Regions from separate parts of the Mus musculus genome. Here region 2 is linked to region 1. The links are chromatin contacts, called in public promoter capture Hi-C maps. All regions are on one chromosome and are shown on one strand. The core of a region is the stretch at or near the end of the contact, and the rest is flanking DNA. Distances in the headings are between cores, read along the strand shown. Region 1 holds the start of Hoxd3 (homeobox D3). Region 2 overlaps Mtx2 (metaxin 2).

Evidence for each region. Promoter capture Hi-C pulls out the DNA fragments that hold promoters and counts their contacts.
Region 2: a contact with region 1 is called in a promoter capture Hi-C map of 3T3-L1-derived adipocytes, with 2.9 times the contacts expected there. The contact joins the enhancer-like site here to the promoter of Hoxd3 in region 1. A contact is called at or near these places in 10 of 39 promoter capture datasets (the 3T3-L1 cell line, 3T3-L1-derived adipocytes, the C10 cell line and 7 more), 1 of 484 Hi-C or Micro-C datasets (embryonic fibroblasts), 3 of 115 datasets of contacts at active chromatin or transcription factors (T-cell acute lymphoblastic leukemia and stem cell-derived neural progenitor cells) and 2 of 9 other capture datasets (adipose tissue and embryonic stem cells).

The regions. Positions count from the first base shown.
Region 1 is chr2:74,707,856-74,715,063 of GRCm38.p6, forward strand. It overlaps Hoxd3 (homeobox D3), which reads left to right and starts at 4,138. Exons shown (of 3, transcript NM_010468.2): 1 at 4,138-4,461. It overlaps Gm38462 (predicted gene, 38462), which reads right to left and starts at 4,203. Exons shown (of 2, transcript NR_164327.1): 1 at 4,115-4,203. It overlaps Hoxd3os1 (homeobox D3, opposite strand 1), which reads right to left. Exons shown (of 3, transcript NR_027899.1): 2 at 6,416-6,546; 3 at 2,189-2,426. It overlaps Hoxd8 (homeobox D8), which reads left to right. Exons shown (of 2, transcript NM_008276.3): 2 at 1-78.
Region 2 is chr2:74,846,673-74,853,880 of GRCm38.p6, forward strand. It overlaps Mtx2 (metaxin 2), which reads left to right. Exons shown (of 10, transcript NM_016804.4): 2 at 566-613; 3 at 1,627-1,673. Among named protein-coding and RNA genes, the nearest start is that of Mtx2, 24 kb to the left of the region's middle. Within about 2 kb of position 3,564, at least 6 of the 459 cell types and tissues checked have an H3K27ac peak or open chromatin away from gene starts, as enhancers often do. A contact at or near this core is called in 3T3-L1-derived adipocytes, where this site is marked.

The DNA.
Region 1 (7,208 bases), core at 2,888-5,387:
ACAGATTGGAAATGAGCCCTGAGTGTAAACAGCCGCTCCAGAGCATAGCTCCTTAATAAAGAGATGTACCTCCATAAAGAGCAGAGCTCTTTCGTCTCAGAGAACACCATTCTGGCCAGTCACAAACATGTGGCTAAGGCTCACATGAAGGGGGTGACTTAGTCAAGCCTTCTATTTTATAAACAAACAGGTGTGGGGTGTGGGTTATATACTTCCCAACCTGTTTGGTGGTGGTGGTGGTGGTGGTGGTGGTGGTGGTGGTGGTGGTGGTGGTGGTGGTGGTGGTGGTATTGGTATGGAGGCCTCCTAGAGTGAACTAACTATCCACACTTGTTTCATTAAATAATTCTGGCATGATAGTGTGACAGCTTTGAACTTCAAAAGGATTCAAGTCAAGTCCTAGGCCTGATGACCCAGAGTCCAGGTTACACCACAGCCTAATTCCAAAGACTCCCAGTTGAAGCTGGGGTTTGGCATCTATTATTAACAGGATATCCATTTCCCATTTGAAGCTGTTCATGCAGCTGCTTTTTTATATGGGGGTGGGGGTAGAGAAAAGAAGGAAGGAAAGGAGAAATACAAATAAATGTATTTCTCATGGGAAAAAATGGCAATACTTTAAAGTAGACATTGAGTTGTGGCTGCTTTTTCTAGCCACATTTACTTTTATGAGTGTGGTTTTTGTTTTATTGTCACTTTCCAGGCTGGCTTCTATGACATCAGTAAGAAAAGAAGGCTCTTGAGCTTTGCACCAGGCTCACTGGCAGGCGGTAGTGGGTGGTTTGTCTGCTGTCTTGTGGATAGCAGTAGGATTGGTGCTGGCTGGGTTAAAGGCAAGTCACCACCTGACTCTCCACCCAGGGAAGAGGCCATGGCTGTGACATTTGTCAACCTAAGCCCGGAAAGATGATTTAATCAGGAGTGGCCAAGGCTTAAACATTTGTACAGAGCAGACAGCTGCAAAGGCCAGTGTTGGATTTGGGGATGTTTGCGTACTCTTGTGTACTGCCTGAACCAATCGCTGTCTGTGTTAGCTGGAACAGAGAGCAAGGACGCCTTGGGCTGAGAGCCCAGCTGGAAAACAGCCTTGGGCATAAACTACCTGAAGACCAGCACTGGCTAAACTCCAACTGCTTTTGATTTAAGGGACTCTTTAAACTTTGCTCTCTCTGGGGTGGGAAAGATGGCCCAGCAGTTAGAGCACTTGTTGCTCTTGCAGAATATCAAGGCTCCAGTTCTTAGCATCCATGTGGTGACTCACACCCATGCACAAGCCTAGTTCCAGGAAATGGAATGGGGTGCACTTACGTGCATGCTGCCAAAACATTTGTACACATATAACAAAAATTAATAAATTAAAAAATTGGTATCTCCAACTCAAGAATGCTCCCCCAAATATCACTCTTCAAACTAAAATTTGACAAGCTTCAACTAGGAAAAGGACCTACTGAGTGAAGGAGTGGGAATAGAAATCAAAGATAGAAAATAAGGTAAAAACACCACATCTTTGACATTCTGACAGACTTTGCAGCTCTGAAAATGCACCTTCGTTTAGGGCCACACTGGCCCCTGAACCATAGATTTACACATACAGAAAATGCTGATAATAAATGTAAAAATGAATGTTTCTGCAGCTACCAAAGAGCATAGGTTTCCAAATAAAGACCTTGAGGAATTACCCTCCCCCATTCCTCTCTTCCTCTCATCAAGGTTGGACCCCCACCCCTTGATGCCATCTCAGTGGGGAGGGACTAGTGGGGAAGCAGGCAAGGTGCCTTTCTGATTGGTTCAGCTCTGTAAACAGTCAAGCACTGCAGCAAGAAAGGAACTTTTTTTTTTTTTTTTTTTTTTTTTTTTGCTGCACAAATTTACATAAACCTCCAGAGACCTTGTAAAACCAGGTGGCGCTTTTCTATCCTGAGACCTAGCAAAGTCTGTAATTCCACAAAAATCAAGGGCCCCTCAATGTGAACACTGGCTACAAGAGAAAAGCCTTCTGAGTGACAACACCGGAGCCACAGACAAAAAGAGGGTGTGGTGGTTCCTCCCTTTTAGAGAAAAGTCGGTTCTAGGATTCCATTTTCCGAGTCCTATTGCTTGCCTCTGCACAGCAGACAAACAGCACAACATGGCTGCCTCTCTCTGCAGTCTCTCCCCATCCCTCATTTCCCCCAGGCTGAAAGGGCATGGGATAAGCTCTGCTTTTATTTGGATAGAGGGCAGATGATACAGAGGCAAATTGAGATTAATTTTTAGAATGTTTTAGAATTGAACAATCTCTTTACCCACTTCTATGTGTATCGACCAGGGAATAAGCACCAGCTTGCCCATTTCCTTGTGTAATAACATATTGTTTAATTCACTGCATAAGAATTCACATCTAGTGTCTCCTCCATATCTTGGATGTTTGCTGAATCCTTGGGTGTCTAGAGGTGGAAAGGGAAAGAGAGAGGAAAAAAAAACCATTTTAATGGACCAGCAAAATTAGAGCCCACTGGCCTTTTCAAGAATTAAGAATTTTGCTGACAGATGGTGGCAGAAACCCTTTAATTAAAATTATCCAAGTTCATGAGAACTTTCTCTTAGGATACAAATGACCTGCACAAAGGGGCGCTATGCTTCAGTTCATCTCCACTAGTAACTTAGAGCTCCAACATCTAATGCGGATACTCAGAAACACCTTGCTAGACTGTTCTGAAAATGACTGAGCAGGATAGTGGTCCCTGTCAGGCAGGCTCTGGTCGCAGTGCTCCTGAGAGGAACCTGCAATACCATTGACTTTCAGGTGAGCTCCCCAGAGAGCTTCCCACTGACAATACAAAGGTGATACCACTCCAACCTTTGAGGAATTTTTTTTTTCCTAGATTGTTCTTTTCAAGAACAGATAAAACTCCTTCCCTTCCCAGAGCTGCATTGAGCGTTTTTCAATGGTCAAACATGGAGGCCAGGGGCTGAAATGATTGAAGAAAGAGCAGAGAGGACTAGTACTAACTTCCCCAATAAGCAAGAATTGATCGAGGACCTAAAGTGAGGGATGGGGGGGGGGGGGAATTTCCTTTCTGTGGCAATAGATTAAAAGCCCAATCGTGGGTGCTCAAAATGGTATTTCAGAGAGGTAGACAAGTATCCCAAACCATTCACAGCCTTTGGGATGAGTGGTTGCTCCCCCACCACAGAAACACGTAGGAGGCGGGAGGGACCCTAATTTAAGTTGGAGCCAAGTGGCAAATGAATGTGCTCTCTTGGCCTAAACAGCCCCGTTTTCTGGGTAAAGTATTGGGATGTGGCTTTCCTGAAATGAGCGGGTAAAAACTGAGAGTGCCTGCTTTCCTTCTGGACAAGTGTTTTTTTGTGAGGGAGAGGAAGAGAGTAGCCAAGTGACCAACGTTGGGGGGGGGGGCAGACTTGGGACTGGGGGAGGCGCTGTGGGATGACATCCCCGGAGCTTAAGCACTGCCTGGTCTCATTTCCCTCCCACATGGCGGCCAATTGCACAGACGTTTTGAGCCAAACAAAACCAAAAATGCCCAGTAATTCCTAGAAAAGGTGTGGTGCGTGCGCGCGTGCGTGTGTGTGTGTGTGTGTGTGTGTGTGTGTGTGTGTGTGTGTGTGAAAGAGGGGGGGGGAGGCACAGAGACAGACAGAGACAGAACGAGAGAGAACTGACACACAGAGAGGAGAGAGAGAGAGAGAGAGAGAGAGAGAGAGAGAGAGAGAGAGAGAGAAGAGAGGAAAGGGATTCCGAAGAGAAAGGAAAAGAAAAGAAGATAAAAAGAGGAGAGGTAGTAAGGAGAGAGAGAGAGAGAGAGAGAGAGAGAGAGAGAGAGAGAGAGAGAGAGGAGAGAGAGGAGAGAGAGAGAGAAAGAGAAGAGGAAAAACATGGCGCTCGCGAGCTGTATGTGCAAAATCCGCAAGGAATTGCAGTAAATTCCTTTTTGTTTGAAGAAAATTTACAACTTGGTAATAGACCTTTTTATGACCTATTTGCGGTCGTCATTGGCTGCGGCTGGTCATGTGCAGGCGCCGCTCGCCTTCACGGCCTTTTTCCTGATTTCCCAGGCGAATTTGCCCCCGCATTCTGCTTTCCCAGAGCCTCACCCCCTCTTTTTCTAACCTTTGTCTCTGCAGAGGTGGGCTCTAGTCGCCGGCTGCGGGATCGCGTGGTCCGCAGCGGCCTGGGCTCCCGCCGCGACTCCACCGCAGCTCGCCCCCGGTCGCGATTGCGGCCGCTTCCAGAGCCGGCGGGGAGCCCGGAAGGAGCCCCGGGCGCCGAGCCACCAGCCGCCTCTCACACTCCAGCAGGGAGCCGACCGCCTGCTTCAACCCTGGTCCCGAGCTTCCTACCCGATCCCTCCAGCAACATGAGCCCAAACCTGCCGAGGATGGTGAGCGCAGCCGGGCAGCGCCGGATGGATTCCAGCCACAGTCCGGGCCGACCGCCCGCAGTTCGGCACCCTCCGGGTAAGAGCCACCCTGCTGGCGCAGGAGCTGCCCGCTCCACCGCCTCGGGCAATGGGTGCCACTTCCCCAGCTCCCCGCGTTATTCAAGAACCTGGGGATCGCTCTCTGCATCCTCGTCCCTAAAGTATGTCCCTTGGGGCTCGAGGTAGGGTCCTGCTAGGCTCAAAAGTGCATTGGGGACTCCTTCGTGTCTCTCACCTCACCCCACCCCCTCAGAGATCCCTTGACTTGGAAACCCGCAGATCCCGAGCTCCCCTCCCCCAATCCGCCCTGTGAAGAAGAATGTGAAAATGGTTTCTGGACTCCTCAGCTTGGCTGGGGCTGGGGGGTGAGGGGTGGGGTCAGTAAAGGTTTCGTATGGTATAGAATACCGTGTTTCTGTGGTTTGATGGTGGTCAGAACTACCCTAGGTTAACAGGTGTTTTTCGAGGGTTGGGTCGTGGGTGGGGGTGGGGAGACTTCGGTGTATTCAGGATGTCTTTCATGGGTGAGGCCAATTTTTAGGATCTATATTTTATTGGGCCTTGTGTATAAAGACGCTTTAATTATTTAAAAACATTTCTCTAATTCTTAAGGGGAAAATGGTAATAATAACCCAAGCTAGGTTCTTCCTGCATCTGATAATGTGTCAGGTGAATTTGGACTATTTTATGTCACAAATGGATGTTTGCTATGGGAAGTAATATCAGAAAATCTGGTACAGGTTTTAGGATAAACCCAATAGATATTTGAGAAATGTGAGGCATTTCGGCGTTCAAACATCGCGTGTGTTTCTCATTTGTCAGAGTAATGAAAGAGTAGATCTTTTTGCTTTCCAAATGCGTTGTGTTTTTTTTTCCATTTTCCAATAAACACCATACTGCAATATTTCCCTTATTTCGAAACTACTGAACCAAACACACAGGAAAAAAAAAGAAAGAAAGAAAAAGAAAATCTTTGCAGAACATAATGTTGTTTCACTCCCCAAAATTTTGGATGGCATTTGACGATGCACTTTGAAACCCCTATTTCCTGTTCCTTCAGGAACACATAGGGAAACATTGAAACCTTAGACAATCTGCCGCATTGCGCATAAGACTGCACATGGCGGTGGGCCATAGTCCCCAACGTGCTTATCGACAAATCCTTATTGTTTGCCCAGATATTCCAGTATAACAGTGTTGGCTGTACAAATACTTGTGAACAATAGGTGATATGTTTGTAGAAAGGTGTTTTTAGTAATTAAGGATGGAATCACTCTCATTTCAAAATGGAGGACCAGTTGATGTCTGCAGAATTGTTCTGGGTCGGTAACTCAGAGGGCTCACTGTCTCTGGAGTGGGTTTTTGTTTCTTATTTTATTTTTATTCGGAGCGTCTGTATCTTGTAAGCAGTTCCCTATTACACATTGATGACGCTGAGAGTAAGAGGAAACATTCCCTTTGGAAAAACAAGCTCCTTGACTGCGTCCATAGGCCCTGCAGCTAGCTAGGTTCATTGAAGTTGGGTGGGGCTCAAAGACTTGATGGCCTGAGTCTGGGTGGGGCTGGGGGTGGACTTGGAGTTCTGAGGCTGGGTGGGGCTGGGGTGGGCTGGATGCTCGGCTGGCCAAGTTGTAGGTTTGGGGTTTCAGCTGCTTTTTCCTGGGTTTGGTGGCCCAGCGTGTTTCGGTGAAGAACGTGGTTCTGATTACACAGAGGAAGGTGGTGCCAGGTGCAAACATGGAGGATGTAGGGTATCATTGTGAGCCTCGTGGTGATATTCAAAGCTTATTGGAAAGAAACGGTTGGTTGCCACTTGAGAAATAAACGTTTGGGAAGTCGCACATTTTCTCTACAAGGAAAGGCTAAGAGGCTGACACCGCCATAACTGCCTTCATTGTCTCTGTGAACCTAACAACAAAAAATAAACAAAAAAGGAAAGAAAACCGGAGAGAAAAAGAAACGAAATTTAAAGATTATTCGGAGCCTAAGACCTTAGAGGTTTCTGGGCAAAACTCCCAGCGTCCTGGGTCCAAACTTCTATTTATAGACTGGGGAGCCAATGTCCTGGCCTTGGTTTCTTCTTGGGTGGACACAAGAGCTGGGAGTGCAGTCTCTGGAAAGTCTAGGAAATAAAGCAAAGTTCGCTATTACAAACGTAGCCAAGAAAACTGGCTGAAAATCAACCGTCTTTTTCCTATCATATCTTTCTACTAATACGTATATTTTGCCAGAATTCTGTTCTCTGAGTCCAAGAGGCAGGGGAAACCGGAACAAAGACAGTATTTCACCCTGGGCTGGCAGGCAGCTGTTAGAGGTGTTTACGGCCTTGTCGCAGTGCGGCGGAGGCCAGTGAGGGTTTTCGGGGGCACAGGAAGCTGTGGAGAAGCAACCAAGAACTCGGAATTCCGATTTAAATCCAATTTAGGTGCACTTTTTCGGAAATGATAAAAATAGATACCATTGTTTCAAAGGAAAGTATCTCCTAGACTTGATAGTTTTGCAAAACTAGAGGAGAAATTATGCTCTCTAAACCCAGGGTGGTGTTCCCCCTCTCTGTTAACAGATGACAGGGAGAAGCTGCACCCCATATGTGAAAATTCTAATTCAAAGACAACACTGAGTGTCCATCTGCAACATGGAGATTTTGTTGATTTGATTGAACCAGACTAGAAAGATTGATTTGAGGCATTAATTCAGATTTTCCTGCAAAAGAAAACCACGTGTTTCATGCCTCTTTTAGATAGGATTCTCGAGTCCTTCCACAGCCAGGCGCTGGAGTGGTGT
Region 2 (7,208 bases), core at 2,314-4,813, 140 kb after region 1:
TTCCTAGTCATTGGGATCCCTACGGTTTTAAAACACTACTTTAAAAAAAAAAGGAAAAAAAGAAAAAAGAAAGGTGGTAAGACTGTTGACAGGAGAGAAAGGTGGTAAGGCTGTTGACAGGCGTGCTTGGTTCTTTCATCTAGTGCATGACATTTTTACTTTTTTGAAAAGCCTCTGATAAAATGTTTTGGACATTGTTTTACTATCTGTTTTGTACTGGATAAAATACTAGGGTTTTTTTTTTTTTGTATGTATGAACAATATTTTGGACATAGCTGCTTTTAAGGAAGCTAAGTTTATTTTTTAATTATCTTTTAATTTGTCAAGATAGTTTCCTTTTTTTCTATGAAAAACATTACCACACAATAAAGAAAACATTAAAAAGAGCCCAGCCTGTGTATGCAGTTATCATACAGTGCATCCAGTCTAAGATAGTGTGATTCAGTGCTGTCGTGTCACCTTAAAGTAGACTTTACGTGCTTGCTAACGTACATATTGTGAGCCTGGCTGATTAGTGATATGCCTTTGCACCACGTGCCTACTTACCATTGCCTTGTTTTTGCAGCTACAGAACCTTGGCCTGAAAATGCGACCTTGTATCAGCAACTGAGAGGTAGGTTCTTATTCATAATTAAAAATGGTTTTGTATCAGAATACACTTACAACCAACAACAAACTCCCAAATTAAACCAAGCCAGGTGACCAACCAAGTAAATAAACGAAACTCTTCAGCCCCTAACTGTACTAATATAATTTCCTGCAATGAGAATATAAAACACAAAGAAGGGATTCCCTTGTATAATTTGTCTATGAGGTTTTGCCTAAACTTGTACCTGCCAGTTAAACCAACTCTTCATAGCCTATAGGGTCCTTAGTTTATTATTGACTCATTATATTGGCTGCTGTAGGCAGTGTAAAATGATGTGGGCGCAGGAGCACTTGGCAGATTTACTGCACCAATAGCTGAGACAGCAGATTTTTGAAGTCCTGTGGTAAAGTGGGCTCTCAGTAAAAAGGAACTGTTAAAATGTATAGGCTAGGATGGTTCAGGCTCCCTTTAGCAGCTCTTCATATATCATCAGATCACATTATGGACCCCATTTGGGGCTCAGCAGCCTGCTACAGTTGTCAGAAGACTGCAAAGTAATGAAGACTAATAGGCAGCAGCCCCCGTCTTCTAAGCATGGAATTTTTATTGCAGTGAACTTGTCATCTTTCTTTTGTGTGACAGACCTAGACACACTGTGCAATATTAACTGTTAGCTGGTTTATATGGTTGTGAATGCTTTTACTTTTAACTAGAAAGATTTGAACAGATACTATTTTACTTCATTTTAATTAAAAGAAAAGATTTTTTAAAACTTACAAAATAAGTGGTTTTTAAATAAACAATTTTAATTGTTGATAAAATGAGATAAATGATCAAATAAATTTTAGAACAGTCTTAATTTATCATTATTTATACATAGTAATGTAACCGAAATTATTGCATAACAACATTGATACACATCTTCATAATTTCATTAGTGTAGGATTTTTTAAAAAATAAAAATCACTTTAAAATATTATAAGTATATTTTGCTTATTTAGAAGTTAAACTTTGAACCTTTCATTATGTTTCCACAGGGGAGCAAATTTTGCTTTCTGACAATGCAGCATCTCTTGCTGTGCAGGTAAATATGTAAATAATGTAATTTTGTTCTTAGTGCTAAAGGATTTATATCATTTGGAGTTGCAGTTCACCCCCACTGAGTGTCTGATACTGTATGTTTAGAGTCTTTCTGTGAGACTTAGCATTATCAGTATAATCTCACTCTTCTGTGCAGTATAATTCTATATAGGAGTTTCAGCTTTCACTATGCAAAATAAATTTCATTATTTGTTCCTTTAAGCAAAATTGCATGTTCTGTCTTAGCAATTGTTTTACTTTTGGTTAGATATAATAGTATTTGATTTGGAGTGATAATTTCACTTACAGACTTAAAATTATTTTCTAACTTATTTGTAAAGAGTTACTACATATTTTTAATCATTCTGTTCATTGCACACATGCTGACCTTAATTCCATCTGTTACTCTTCAAGCAGATTCTTTCTAGCTACTCCTTATATATTTACTGATTACATGTGTGTTTATTATTCCCAGTCCCCTTATTGACTGCAGTGGTTTTTTTAAGTTGGATAATCCAAAAAATAACTTTTAGCAGTGTAAACTTTAAATTGTATTATGGAATACATGGAGAATTGTTTATTTGGAAAAAGTATATGTTTTTGTAAGTTGTAAAATTACAGTTTATATAAGCATTTTACATGTTTAGCTGCTTAGGTACGTAGTTTATATAGTTTGAATCACAAAGAAGATTTACTGTGCTGCATATAAAAGGAATCTGTAGATCTGTAACATTTATTGTAGATAAGACTGAGAGCTGCTGGTGGACAAAGAAATGGGAGGAGAGAAAGTATTTATCAAGCTTTTGTTGCTTTGGAGGCATAATGCTAAGCATTTAATTTTAGGTCATCTCATTTATTTTATTTAATTTGATAACCTCCAGGTTTAATACAAGCATCTAGTATGACAGAAGATAGTATGGCATTCAGCTTATCTTTGCTTTAAGGCAGAAACGATGGGAAAAAATGTGCTTGGACAATAATTTATTAGTTGTTTACATTTGTTTTATATCTTTTACCAAGAATATACATTGTAATTTTTGCCTTTATTTTGTTTTTAAATGTTATTTAACTAATTTTTCTTTTCTTTTTATCTTAACTTTGATAAACAAATTTCCAGTTATGTGCAATCTCTCTCTCCCTCTCCCTCTCTCTCTCTCTCTCTCTCTATATATATATATATGTATATATATATATACACATACATACATACATACACAAAAACACTTTATACAGCTTTTCTTAATCTTTTTTTTAGTGAGATAAATAGCATTTTAGTGTCATATATAAATATATGACATAGTATATATGTATGTATGTATATGTATATATGTATATATGTATGTATAAAACATAGTTGCCTGAAATAAAGAATGTACTCAGATATATATTGTATAAATGGTTTGTTAGTGTGGTGAAGTGGTCTTGCCTGATAAACAACAGTGCAAATACATTATTTGCTGTGTGTAAGATAATATTTTCAATTTTTTATCTTTGAAAAGACATCTTTAGGGCATAGTGACTATTTTAGATGATGCAGTGTTTCTTGACCACTTTTAACTGTCATTTGGGAGATAGCACTTTAAGAATTTAACAAGGTTAATTAACATTTTTTTCCAGAAAATTTTCCAGTGCATGTAGTGAAAGAAAAATGGTACCCAGGCTATTTTGTATGTGATTTCAGCAGGTTTACTCCTTATTGAAGTCATCTAAGGGTCCTTTATGAAGAAGGGCCCTTAAGTGAAATAGTATTATTGTAGGGAGTACTGCAGTTATTAATTTTGAACAAACAGGACAATATAACTCAGCTAGGGAGTGTTTGGCTCCTTGAGGACATGACAGTGGTTAAGCACGTTGGGTTGTCAGAAATGTTGGAGGAGTGCCATTGGATATCCCTACTGGGCAGACACCAGGGACACTGCTCACTGTTCCACAGTGTATATAGGTCAGCTCTCAGCAATGAGCTCTCCAGCTCCAAGTAGAAATGTTGTCAAGTTTGATCAGCCAGAGTCTAGATGGTTTAATCAGTTGTTGTACAAAGCAAAATGTCAGACTACCACTATTTTAAAAGTTGATATTTAAGTTTTTCCTGGAAGGGAAGGAAAAACCCAACGTGGTATATATTATTGTTCTTATGGTTCCTATTAATTTGTTTTTTTCACTATAGTTTCTCAATCACAGTTGCAACTGAAATAACACCAAAAAAGTTCTTTTAAAAATAATGGAATTTTGCTTAACCATTTCAATTTTTTATCCTACATATGTCACTTAGATGATAAATTAACCAGCATATATTAAAAATTCCTGGTTTTCCTCAATATTCTTTGGCTTGACAGCTGATAGTAGCCATGACTATAAATGTGACTTTTCCACATATCTGATATAAACTTTATAGAGTAATTTTCTTCTGTATAGAGAGGAGCAGCATCTGTTTAGAAGAATCAGCTAAAGGCGTCATGTGTGATGTATAAAATTGGTCAAAACAATGTGACAAGTATCCATAAACTGTATATTTTCTAGAAGATACCAGATATCAAACAGTGGACATTTTAATAGCCAATTACGCCATCAGAAAATTCAAATTTTACTTATCACACTGGGTAGTGTTTAGTATATTCTGGAAGCTAAGTGCTTGGTTATTTTTAATGAAAGATACCTTTATGACTTCGGTTCAAAAGAAAATAATTTTCCTTTTGGTGATTATTTTCCCTGTGATTTTCTTTCTTTGTATCATTTCTCTCCCAGTACAGGCTTGCCTGAGTGCTGCTTAGTCATGATGGAATCGTCATTGCTGACTGGAGCAAAAAGTCAGCCTGATAGATTTTCATGAGTTTAGTGTTTATGTAACATTGTATGCACACACATGCATAGAGACATTTCCCGTCGTAAAGTGCTATTTTGAGAGACGTAGGCTTATGTTAATTAGTAAGACAAACCTGATAGTTCTCTGTTACTGTGTTTCTTATCCCCTAAATTTAACCAACTGTACAGTAAATAAGTCAGTGCTAGCCACTAAGCAATTCAAAAAGTTCTAGTAGCCTCATTAATAATGTAGTTAAGTTTTAGTTATGTTTTACTTAGCTCAGTATATGAAAATATTATCATGTAATCAATAGTTTCCTTTTTTCATATTAAATTCAAAGTCTTATATGTACAATTAGAGTAGACCTCAGTCTGTGCTAGCTGTAATGAATAAGAATTTTTTTGAAAAATATTAAGGCTATAGAAATAGAAGTTGTTGATGGAGAATTAATACCTATTTTGACTTCAAGGATTTATACACTTGTTTCGTGAACGTGTGTGTGTGTGTGTATGTATGTGTGTGTGTGTGTGTATGTGTATGTGTATGTGTATATATATATATACTACTACTACCTTCTAGTGAAGTTTAGAAATAATGTCATTAAATATATGAAGCCAATTTAAACAACCTGGCTTTTCTTTTTTGTGTGTCTGAATATGGAGTCTATAAAAATGGGATTTTTTTTTTTTTTAGTGTCACAAATTGATGATCATTATTAGATGACTGCATGAAAAATTAACGTTTTTGTACATTAAGAATCATATTTAAGGGGACTGGAGAGATGACTGAGTCGTTAAGAGCACTGAGTGCTCCCCCAGAGAACCGGGGTTTGATTCCCAGCATCCACATAGTAGCTCGCAACTGTCTAACTCCAAGATCTGACACCCTCACATAGACACACATGCAGCAAAAGCACCAGTGCACATAAAAATTAAATAAATAAAATTATATAAAAGCAAAGAATGAGATTTAAGCTCAGACTAAAAAGAATATCTGTGTTTTATTTAATCTTTTTATTTTTCTTGTTTTTTTTTTTTTTTTTTTTTTGGTGAGTAAATAACTCTAAAATTGAAAAAAATAAAGATAGTAAAAGCTGTTTTCTTTCTGTTACTTTGTCAAAAACTGCAACGTCTTCTATAGGCTTCATTAATGGTGTGCACAGTAACATACTAACCTATCAGATGGGCTCATACAGACTTACGCTGATGGCCCTTGCTTTTGTTTTTGTTTTTGTTTTTTTTTAATAGCAAATGAGGCTCTGTAGGTGGAGGTATTTCTTAGTGGTTAAATGGTAATATTCTAGTGTAGTCTTGAGGTGAGCAGTGAGGAATACCTTTCTCCTTTGGACTGCAAATTAGTTGTTAGATTGGAAAATGTGAGAAAACAGCTCCTTGTCAAGTCAGTAGATGGCCACAGTAGATGGCTTACCTCAAGAATTTTAGGTAAAATGATCTTGTTTTCAACAAGTTGTTCTTCGCAGATGAAGTGCCAGCTTAACCATGATATGAATACTGGTAGGATGCTGTTAGTTGACTTGTTAATAGAGAATGAATGGGGTATTATTTTGTAGAAATATTTAATAATTAAAGCTGCTTTATAGTTTCATAAAATATAAATTTAAAGATTCTAAAGTCTATCCTTCTCAGTTTGATTTTTTACTCTGCAAAATGAGGTTTTTGTCTTTACTTCAGTGTTAGGAGAAGGCAGCAATAACTACGGAAAGGAATGTAGTGACAGCCGCCCTTCTCAGTAATCTAAAATGAGCAAGATGGAGGCTGCAGATGTTTCCTTGATATTGTTGAATTTAAATGTAAATTCTTGAGATTTATTGTTTTATATCACATTAATTAGATCATGATGCTAAGTTACACTTACAACACCTGGCATGAGTTATGAAGTATAAATATAAAGTATGAATAAGTATAAAATAATGATGTTTCTAAAGTAAAACTGAACTTAGATTGTAAGCAGAGCTTAACAGAGTAAAACAATCTCAATATTCCTATTAGTTCTTTAGCACATAAGTGGTGTGCGGTGCATAAAGCATCTGAGCTAGTCTTGTACTCATGAAGTAGTCATATTCAAAATGCAGTAGGTGGCTAATGGTCATTTTAAGTCACTTGTGAAATAGTTTGTACTGACTGATATTTTCTAATGTAAATATTTATCTTATTAAAAAATCCATGTTTCAGGCTGGAGAGATGGCTCAGTGGTTAAGAGCACTGACTGCTCTTCCAGAGGTCCTGAGTTCGATTCCCAGCAACCACATGGCTCAGATGATTCCATCTGGAGTGTCTGAAGACAGCTACTGTGTACTCATATACATAAAATAAATAATTCTTTTTTAAAAAATCTGTATTTCTATAGGCCCCCGTGAAATTAAAAGTCGAGTATCATCACTTTTTTGTTTGTTTCTTTAAAAGGTAAATATCAAGCTGTATACTAAATTTTGTTGCAGTAAATAGAGTAATGACAGTGATAAGAAGAAGACAATATATTTTTTTTAGTAGAAAAATGCTAGCATTCTTCATTATTAGATGTGTAGTATCAGCATAATCGATCTAGCAGTATTATATTTGAGCTGAAAACACACTTAAATTTGAGACCATACACTATCCTGTGTGAGTGAAACATCTTTCATATAGTTCTGAGATGAAATTACCCTTGAATGAATAGCATCTTCATTTATCTTCAAACCTCTTCTGTGCTTTTAGTGAATCTACACTTTCACCATTCCAC